3 separate regions of the Hordeum vulgare genome follow, and all the other regions are linked to region 1. The links are chromatin contacts, called in public Hi-C and HiChIP or PLAC-seq maps. All regions are on one chromosome and are shown on one strand. Each heading gives the region's core, a stretch centred on a gene start, on an enhancer-like site or on the middle of the called end of the contact. The rest is flanking DNA. Distances are from core to core; before and after follow the strand shown.

Evidence for each region. A called contact is a pair of places that touch in the nucleus more often than the background predicts. HiChIP or PLAC-seq counts read pairs in DNA pulled down with a chosen protein or histone mark.
Region 2: a contact with region 1 is called in an H3K4me3 HiChIP or PLAC-seq map of embryo, with 8 times the contacts expected there. The contact joins the promoter of LOC123449255 here to the promoter of LOC123449259 in region 1. A contact is called at or near these places in 1 of 6 Hi-C or Micro-C datasets (leaf) and 1 of 1 datasets of contacts at active chromatin or transcription factors (embryo).
Region 3: a contact with region 1 is called in a Hi-C map of seedling, with 3 times the contacts expected there. The contact joins the promoter of LOC123449254 here to the promoter of LOC123449259 in region 1. A contact is called at or near these places in 1 of 6 Hi-C or Micro-C datasets (seedling) and 1 of 1 datasets of contacts at active chromatin or transcription factors (embryo).

Annotation. Positions count from the first base shown.
Region 1 is chr4H:523,797,132-523,800,057 of MorexV3_pseudomolecules_assembly, reverse strand. LOC123449259 (wall-associated receptor kinase-like 14) reads left to right here and starts at 1,381. Exons shown (of 3, transcript XM_045126405.1): 1 at 1,381-2,791. The coding sequence starts at 2,005. LOC123449260 (conserved oligomeric Golgi complex subunit 6) reads left to right here. Exons shown (of 11, transcript XM_045126406.1): 11 at 1-213. The coding sequence ends at 71.
Region 2 is chr4H:523,115,409-523,118,132 of MorexV3_pseudomolecules_assembly, reverse strand. LOC123449255 reads right to left here and starts at 1,313. Exons shown (of 12, transcript XM_045126401.1): 1 at 930-1,313; 2 at 715-831; 3 at 491-609; 4 at 49-132. The coding sequence starts at 541.
Region 3 is chr4H:523,021,032-523,023,731 of MorexV3_pseudomolecules_assembly, reverse strand. LOC123449254 (probable E3 ubiquitin-protein ligase ARI2) reads right to left here and starts at 1,286. Exons shown (of 7, transcript XM_045126400.1): 1 at 853-1,286; 2 at 718-750; 3 at 332-608. The coding sequence starts at 1,026.

The sequences.
Region 1 (2,926 bases), core at 132-2,631:
ACTGTTATCCTGACCCAAGATCGTTGGTCAAGCATTCGCCGGAGCAGATAAGAACCATACTCGAAATCTGAGGTCCACACAGCATACCTTTTGATACATGTAACGAGAGGAGATTCATGTTCTGAATCACTGTGATGTATATTACCTACTAAAATCTGACTGAGGTTGCAGTTTCTTCTTGAAGAAATATTAAAGTGGCGAACTGTTGTATGACATCGCGTACAGTTTTTGTTGTCGTTGTAAAACCACATGAACCATTGTCAGATTAATGACGCCAGTCGTGTTACCAGAGAAGAGAAGCAGCATTCCAGTATTTCCGATTCTTTGCCTCTGTAGTGTTGAAAGCGACGACGAAAAACCGCAATCCAGCTTGCCAACTGGGCAGAGTCAAGCAATTGTCGTCTCAGAGGCTTCTCAGGAGCAAATTGGTAGAAAATGCCACTGTTTTCCTTTTCCGCTGTAACCCTCCGCAAAACGTCGGAGTTAATTGTATCCTTCTCTGTTACTTTCAACGCTATCTGCTGGTTTTGAAGCAACTTTTTTCTGTGGCCCCTCCTATCTGATGTCCTTTTTTCGCGCTGATTTGGCGTATGCAAGCTGTGGCGGTTGACTGCGGCGACGAGCGGAACTCGGAACTTTGGCGGGTGTGGAAAGTGGAAGCAGCAGCCGCCGGTAATCAGGATCCAAGGCTGCTTCTTGGAATAGCTAATACTATCAGGGACAGGTTATCCAGGTATGGTTGAAAAGCTGTTCAAGCTTGTCGGCAGTGTAGTACATTTGTTTGTTTTCCTTAATTTTTATCATTTTCGGCAGCTGAAAATATGATAGCATATGTACCAGTCAAATCAACTTTGGAGTAGCGTGGCTTGTAATTAATACTACTAGCAGCATCAGCTTGGTTGAACACCGCACAGCCCATCCATTAGCTGCTCATCAGTGCCGCAGAGTAGGTTGACCTTAATTAATTATTTCCCCACGAACGTATTAGATCGTGGTATTAAGCAGATAGTTGCATGGTTAGGTGTCTCCACCATCTTACGTACCACGTTGGGTGCATCTAGCCGCCCCTAGAGTACTAAAACTTAGTTTCTTCTAATCCTGAAAACCTTGTTACTAGATTATGTCACTTGTCACCTCTTATAGGAGTAGTACAGTACAGTATAATCTAAGGGCATGACCGCATGAGCATACGTGCGTGGTTCCACTACACGGTTTCCGGGGAAAGAAAACGACCAGTTGCGTCGCCTGACCTCGCGGGTCGTCGTTTGGCCCGGGATTTTTCTAGTCCGTTGGCATGCGGCGCACGGCAAGTGGGCGCAGCGTGTGGAGAGGGTGGGCCGGGCTCTAGCTGGCGGCCACCCGAGGCCGAGGTCTCCGGTCCACGGTGGAGGGATCATCTACGGAGAACGCACAGAGTAATAAGCTGGCCGTGACCGTGGCAGTGGGAACGGGTGCCCGTGAGCTGCGGGCGGACGCAGACGACGACGTACGGCCCCGCATCCTCCCCATGACGGCGAGACGAGAGGAGAGGATGAACTGCTGGCGGAGTGATTACTTGGATTCTCAGCTGGGGCCTAGCTAGCTAGACGAGACGGCCGGGGTAGTAGTAGTAGCAGCGATGAGCTGCGTGCCAGTGTGTTTGTGTGTGCAGTGCGGGATGGGGAGCAGTAGGAGTAGGTTGGTCGCTGGTCTCGGGTTTTAATGCGGGAATTCCACTGCAATGAAGGAGCAAAATTGACAGCCGACGCGGCGGGGACGCAAGCGCACGCACCACCACATACATACACCGTCGATCGATCATCACCCCCCCTCCCTTCGCCCGGCTCCCGCAAGCCTGCTTCGCTTGCTTCCCTTTCCCGCGCCGCAGCAGCACAGCACAGAGCAGCAAGAGCGAGCGTCGCTCGCTTGCTTCACTAGCTAGTAACAAATCTATGATGAGAGGGACGGCGTGCTCGGAGCTCGGAAGCAAAATAAGCTTAGGTAGATAGCTAGCCAGCTACGGAGATGCGGGGCGCGGCGCTGCTTCTGGCCGCCGTGTTGCTGCACGCGGCGGCCGCGACCGGCGAAGGCAACGGGAGCTGCGTGCGGAGCTGCGGGGCCATGACGCTGCCGTACCCGTTCGGCTTCTCCAGCGGCTGCACGATACGCCTCAGCTGCGACGTCGGCATCGACGGCGTCGGCGCCGCGTGGCTCGGCGGCGCGCGGGAGCTGGGCTTGCTCGTGCGCAACGTCACGCCGCGCGCGCTCATCCTCAACCTGCATCCCGACTGCTCTCGGTCGTTCAATGCGTCCATCGAGGCGCTCTTCTCCGACAGCTACGCGCCCGCCTCGGGGAACACGCTCGTCGTCAGCTCCTGCAGCAGCTCCGAGGCCGACCACATCAAAAACTGCAGCAGCGAGCCGCCGGACCCCTACATGGACATGCCCTCGTCCCACTGCACCGCCAACGAGTCCATCCGCTGCATCCTGCCTCAACGTCCCAGCAACGCCAGCGGCCTTCCTCTTCGTACAAACAACACCATCGGCCACCATCTTCTCAACAGAAGCGAGATTCTCAGGTACAACTGCACCGGGCTGGTGTCGGCGGTGAGCTACTCCGAAGCGCAGGGGCCGTCGCTGCTGCTCGGCGCGCTGGAGCTGGACTGGTGGGTGCCGGGGCGTTGCCAGTGCGACCGCAGAGCCAACTGCACCCAGTTCCCGGCGACAAAGACGCGGCCGGAAGGGTTCCAGTGCGACTGCCCAGAGGGACTCCATGGCGACGGCTTCGTCGACGGCACCGGTTGCCGGGAAGGTCAGTACAATGGCTGGACGGTATTACATCTTTCTTTATTTTCCTTCTGCATTTGGCGAGTCAAATTGTGCGAGCTAGACAGACTAGCCATTACTCTGCTCCTTCGCTCTCGTTGACCACGCATCTAATAATCCG
Region 2 (2,724 bases), core at 64-2,563, 680 kb after region 1:
AAATATAGTAGTAATCCCAAAAAAAAAATGTTGATTTCAATCGCTTACCTCCTGTACCAAAGAGCATGGAATCTCAGTGCTGTGTGACTGCCTTTTACTGGTGCTCTTATGATCCTTGGGTTCCCTAGCATTCTTTGCAAAAAAAAAAAAAAAAAAAAAAAAAAAGGAAGAAGAATATAAAAACAGAAAATGGTGAGGCAGGGAGAACCATGAGATATTTGCAGTAAGAACACATACACCCCAACCAAGGCATCTACCAAATGCAGCGACCAAGACGGTTTTGATCCTTGGCAGAACAAACTGATTCAGACTTCAGACATGGAGAATTTCTACGGGAAGGGAAAATGATAGAGAGAGAAAAACCCGGAATACCTGCTGCGACAATCTAATTAACAGGAAAACTGACTCTCACTCTGCCTATGAACATTAAGAGAAAAAACAATGGCGCAAGAATTAAGGGGGCATTTTATCTCCGCAACCGGCAATTTACCTGTTGATGCTGAGCATGGCGCCTCGGGGAGTGCGAATCTACGCTCTCCATTCTGAGGATTAATTCTCCTAGAACAAAACCACCGCCAATGCAGACCCGACAACAAGTGCTTCTTCTACCTAAGAACCGCAGAATCATATCGTCAGGCCAGTCCAGAATCCAAACACGGCGCTGCAAAAGAAACCGCAAGCATGTCGCAACCGCATAATGCCAACGGTGCGAACCTCTCGAAGCCGCTGCGATTCATTGCTGAGCCACTCCACTGCAGCAGGTCTGCGCAGCCGAGCTCAAGAATGGCTCCTCCGGCCTGATCTCACAGGTGAACCCAGCCAAGCCAAAACCTGAAATCCGCAGCCACGTTACACACGTACCAGAAACCCAAACGGAAAGAGGAGGTGGGAGAGACGCTATAATGGAGAGGGAGAGCTCGGAATCTCACCGGACACAAAAATCGCCCGCAAGGAGTCGGGGTTTCTCGGGGTTGTTGCCGGGGAGTCGATCACCTAACCAAGGAAACCACCGGGCCGGACTGGGCTGCTGCCTTCTGAATGGCTCCCTTCTCTTGTCCCGGAGCTGCCGCTGCTTCTCTGGGTGGCCGCGTGCGCGCGCGCGTGGAGCGTGAGGGCGACGGATGAGCTTGAGGGAGGCGCTGCCACTGCCAGAGGGAGGGTGCTGCTGCTGCCTATGAGAAAATGAGAATCGTAGCACGCCTACTCCGATCGGTTTCCCCTTTGCTCTGCTGTGTCCGGCTATTCCGATGCTTTGTTTATGGTGGCGGTGTATCACGTTTAATTTACGTATGCCTGCCCTGAAACTTACCAACTCCCCTCCTTTTCTATGCAAGTTCTTACTGTATTTATTACTAGAGCTGAGGCGCCGGGCTCCACGCAGCTCTATTCTACTCTATCCAGATCCGGAAGCTCTTTGTTTACTCGCCCATTCGTCCGCGCGTTGCTGGTTTACTCCGCTGTACAAGGCTGCTCGCCGTTCTACTCCGTCGTTGCGTCAGACGTTGAGACCTGATGGTGATGAGCTAACTGAATTACTCCTCCGTCACCTTCATTGTATACCATCGCTTAGCTGAAGGAAGAGGATAATCAAGTCAAGACTTTTGCTGCCGATAAAAAGTTGCATTCTGATGCGTACTGTGCAGGTTTTGCCTCAAGGGTAATGATGAGCTGATATGGCAGGGGAGGTAAAAATAACAGACGCAGCAAGTCAGCATGCAGGCAGGCACAGTAACATGCATGGCTCATCGATCTTTGACCTGCTACCTGTGAATGTGAAGACCACGCTACGCTACGCTGTTCACTGCCGACTGCCGAGGCCATTGATGGAAGTCGTCCTGTGTCTACGCATCAGACACGGGCGAGCAGGGAGCAAGCCTGTGTGGACGGTGGAGATGACACACAGCGAGGGCAAGAGCCCACGAGTCCAAAACCCCGGAGAAAGAGGCCAAGGAAATGGGCAGGCGCACGTCCACTGTGGACTGCGGTGAATCTGTCCTCTTTTCACCTCGAAACGGGCGCTCCTTTGCCGTGATGCGCTGGTGCGGGCTTGACCTCCGTGAGAAACAACTTTGGCAGGTCATGTGACACGCTCGCCACATGTGTCCACTGTCTACCAGTAAACTGAAGGAACCCTCGTCAGGCTCACAGGATATCCACAGCGGCCGGGGCCGTCTCCTGCTACCTAGACCAATCCTGCGTTACGTGCACGCATAAAAGAGTGGTTAGGCCAGCTCCAACGGGCCGATCTAAATAAAGGGCGATTTTGTTAGTTTTTTGTCCGTTTGAGCCGGCCAGACGAATACGAACATATACTTTCGTAAATGGATCGGCGCATGCGTGCAACGCTGGCCGAACTCATTTTTGCCGGCGTGCGAAAAAATACATTAGAGCAACTTCAATGGGACGATACATTCCGTCTGTCGCCGTCCGTTTGGGTCGGCACGGAAAAAAATGATGGCCAACGCGCCGACCCATTTTCCGGCCCAAAATTGAGACTGAAATGCGTCAGCACGAAAGCGAAGCAGACACACGCCCCCTCGGTGTCCGCCCCCAACCACCGCGGACAACATAATTTATGACGGCCGCCATCCTCGGGCCCACGCGTCGGCGACCGCAATCGGCCTTTTTTAATCCGAGCGTGCGGTGGGTTTAACCATCTGCTTCCAGAACCCTCCCCCGTCCCCATCTCGCCACCTCGTCGGCGACCAAGCGACCGAAACCCTA
Region 3 (2,700 bases), core at 37-2,536, 780 kb after region 1:
TATTCTTGCGACTAGGAAGTGATATCCTCTGCTTCCCTAGGTTAATTGTGTGCATGAAGTACAAGTACAGGTGGTCCACAATCATACAGAGCTAAATGAATATGATAAGTTGCGCCATTTTCTTCAGAAGTAGGATAATAAGACATTTGTTGATTTGTCGCTCCTAATACACGAATATCACACTGCTGATTAGCACACTTGTAAGAAAGCAAAGCATTCATCCGAAAATGCAATCGTGCAATCTTTCTACCAACATATAAAAGCTATAGCTAGCACATATGCAAAGCTTCATATAAACAACAAGCACTTGTTCTCAACGACTACTACTCACATTCATTGCAGTAGTTGTGGCCGCAGTCCATATGGGAAGCGGACGAGAGGGGCACATCATCGTAGCAAACATTGCAGGTGACCTCCGTCGCAGAGGGCGAACCGGCATTATTAGCGGTTCCGAGAGGAATACCAGCCTCGGAAAAGAGCCTATCCCTCCCCTTCTGATCGAGCAGCTCGAATATCCTCTCCACATCCCATCGGTAGTGAATTAGAAGCGTCCTTGCGTGGTGCTCCTTTAACCCTAGCAGATCCATCACCTTCCTGAGATCCTCCCTCTACAGACCCCAATCAGCCAGAACAAGTTTACAAAACAAAGCGTCAGCATCCGGAAATCGCTTAAATCCTGGAAATAGAATGGGGGGAGCCGTCGGGCCACATAGTCACCTGCGCCGCCAAGAGATACTCCTTGGTGATCACCTGCAAGCACAGGCAAGGAAATAACCCGTCAGTAGGAGAAGCAATCGGGGGCGCCAATGGGCGGAGAGGGCCAGGGGAAAGACGGGCAAGCGAGGCGCGTACGGAGGAGGAGGACCAATGGCAGTCCTCGAGGTTGCCGTCCTCGAGGACCTGGAGGACGGACTCCTCTAGGGCATCGTCCTCCTGATCGCTCAGGTAGCAGTCGTCGTCGTCGTCGTCCTGCTCGTACTCCGGCGACGACGCCGGCTGGGACACTTCCTCGGCGTCGCTGCCCATCGGCTCAGCGACCGATCAGATCAGCCGAATCAAAACGAGCGACGGCGGCGCAAGGAAATAGGGGTTTCTAGATTGGCGGACGGAGTTGGTGGAAAAGGCGGCGGCGGAGCTGGGGAAGCGCGGGGTGGATTAGATACCGGGCCGGAGGGGGGCGGCGTGGGAGACGGGGACGGGGGGCGGCGGAGGAGGAGCTGGGAGGGGAGTGAAGGTGGGGGTAGCGGAGGCGCTGGGGCGTGGCCGGAATTGGGGAAGGGCTGCGCCTTTCGGCTGCTGCTGGTGCGGGTGAAGGGGGTAAGTGAAAAACTGCCAGGCACCGTTTTGGTTTTTTTAATGGGGAAAAGCTGGCAGTTGGCACACACCTACGCTCCGTGGCAGCACCCTAGGCGTCCGGCTTCGGCCCAGCTGTGAGTTTGGGCCTGTGTAGCAGGCTGGGCTTAGAAGGCAAGGTAAGACCTCAAGGGACAGCGAGAGTTTACACACGGGGGCGAATGCTGGTTGTGCCGTGCAATTTTTCTCTTTAACCCACCACACGCAACGGTTTTGTGTAAACAAACTCTGACGTTGTTGGACACCCGTTAGATATAATTGATGAACAAGCAATGCTCAGGTCTGATTCTAAGACTGTTTGGTTGTCGGACCCATTTCGTTGTGAGTTTGAGATCACACCCATGCAATTGGTCACGCTTCTAAATGTGTGTTTCATTTGTGATGACGATGGCGCTGATTGCATTCCTTGACATCTGAGATAAAAGGCACCAACTGCATCGATCTTAAGTTCTTGACCCGCATTGTGCTTGTTGTAGACCCGAAAATATCGTCGTCCAATCAATCCAGCGTGCATGCCTAAAATTCATGAAGTTCACTTTGTTCTTAGTTTTTGTATCCATGAACGGGAGAACATTTGTCCATTTGTGGCAAACTGGCGTGGCATAGGGTCCATTGTACCCGCTTCATTAATTCTCTAAAATCACTAATTGAGAAATATATTTTTCAAACATCACTTTCATCTTTTTTTAAAGTTTGGATAAATGATGCATTGTATGTGTCACTTGTTGCAATCTAAGAGGTTTTTTTCGTAGATCAGTATTTTTAAAATGTTTATCTCTTAACCATGTGTTTAAATTTCGAATCGATTTCATTGTTGATTTTCTCACGTTGAGATCTTCAAAATAGATCCCATGTTGATAGATTTTGATAAACTTTTTCTCGCAAAAAAAGACAAAAAAATTGGATGAAGAAACCGTGCCTCTTGTGATAGAAAAAACATGTTTTTTTTTGTTTCCGAGAGGCACAGTTCTGTGCCTCTCACAAAGACAAAACCGCGCCTCACGCGGATGCAAAACCGTGTCACTAGCGAAAAAAAAATAAAAAACACGATTTTTCGTTTTCGAGAGGCACGACCATGCCTCTCGCGTATGCCTCGGCATACTTTGGGCAGGGTTAGCCTTCGAGCCGGGCCGAAAAAGTCCGGTGCTAAAAACCCAGGCCTGAGCCCGTCCCGGCCCGACCGTTGAGCCTAAATATTGGGTCCAAGCTCGACCCAAGCCAGAAAAAGCCCGACTGGCATGACCCGATCACGGCGGAAAATCAGTATTCTTCAAGCCCGAGCCCGACCGCGTGGCTCAAATTCCAGGCCCGAGCTTGGGCCGATGACATGTTTGGAGGCCCGGCCCG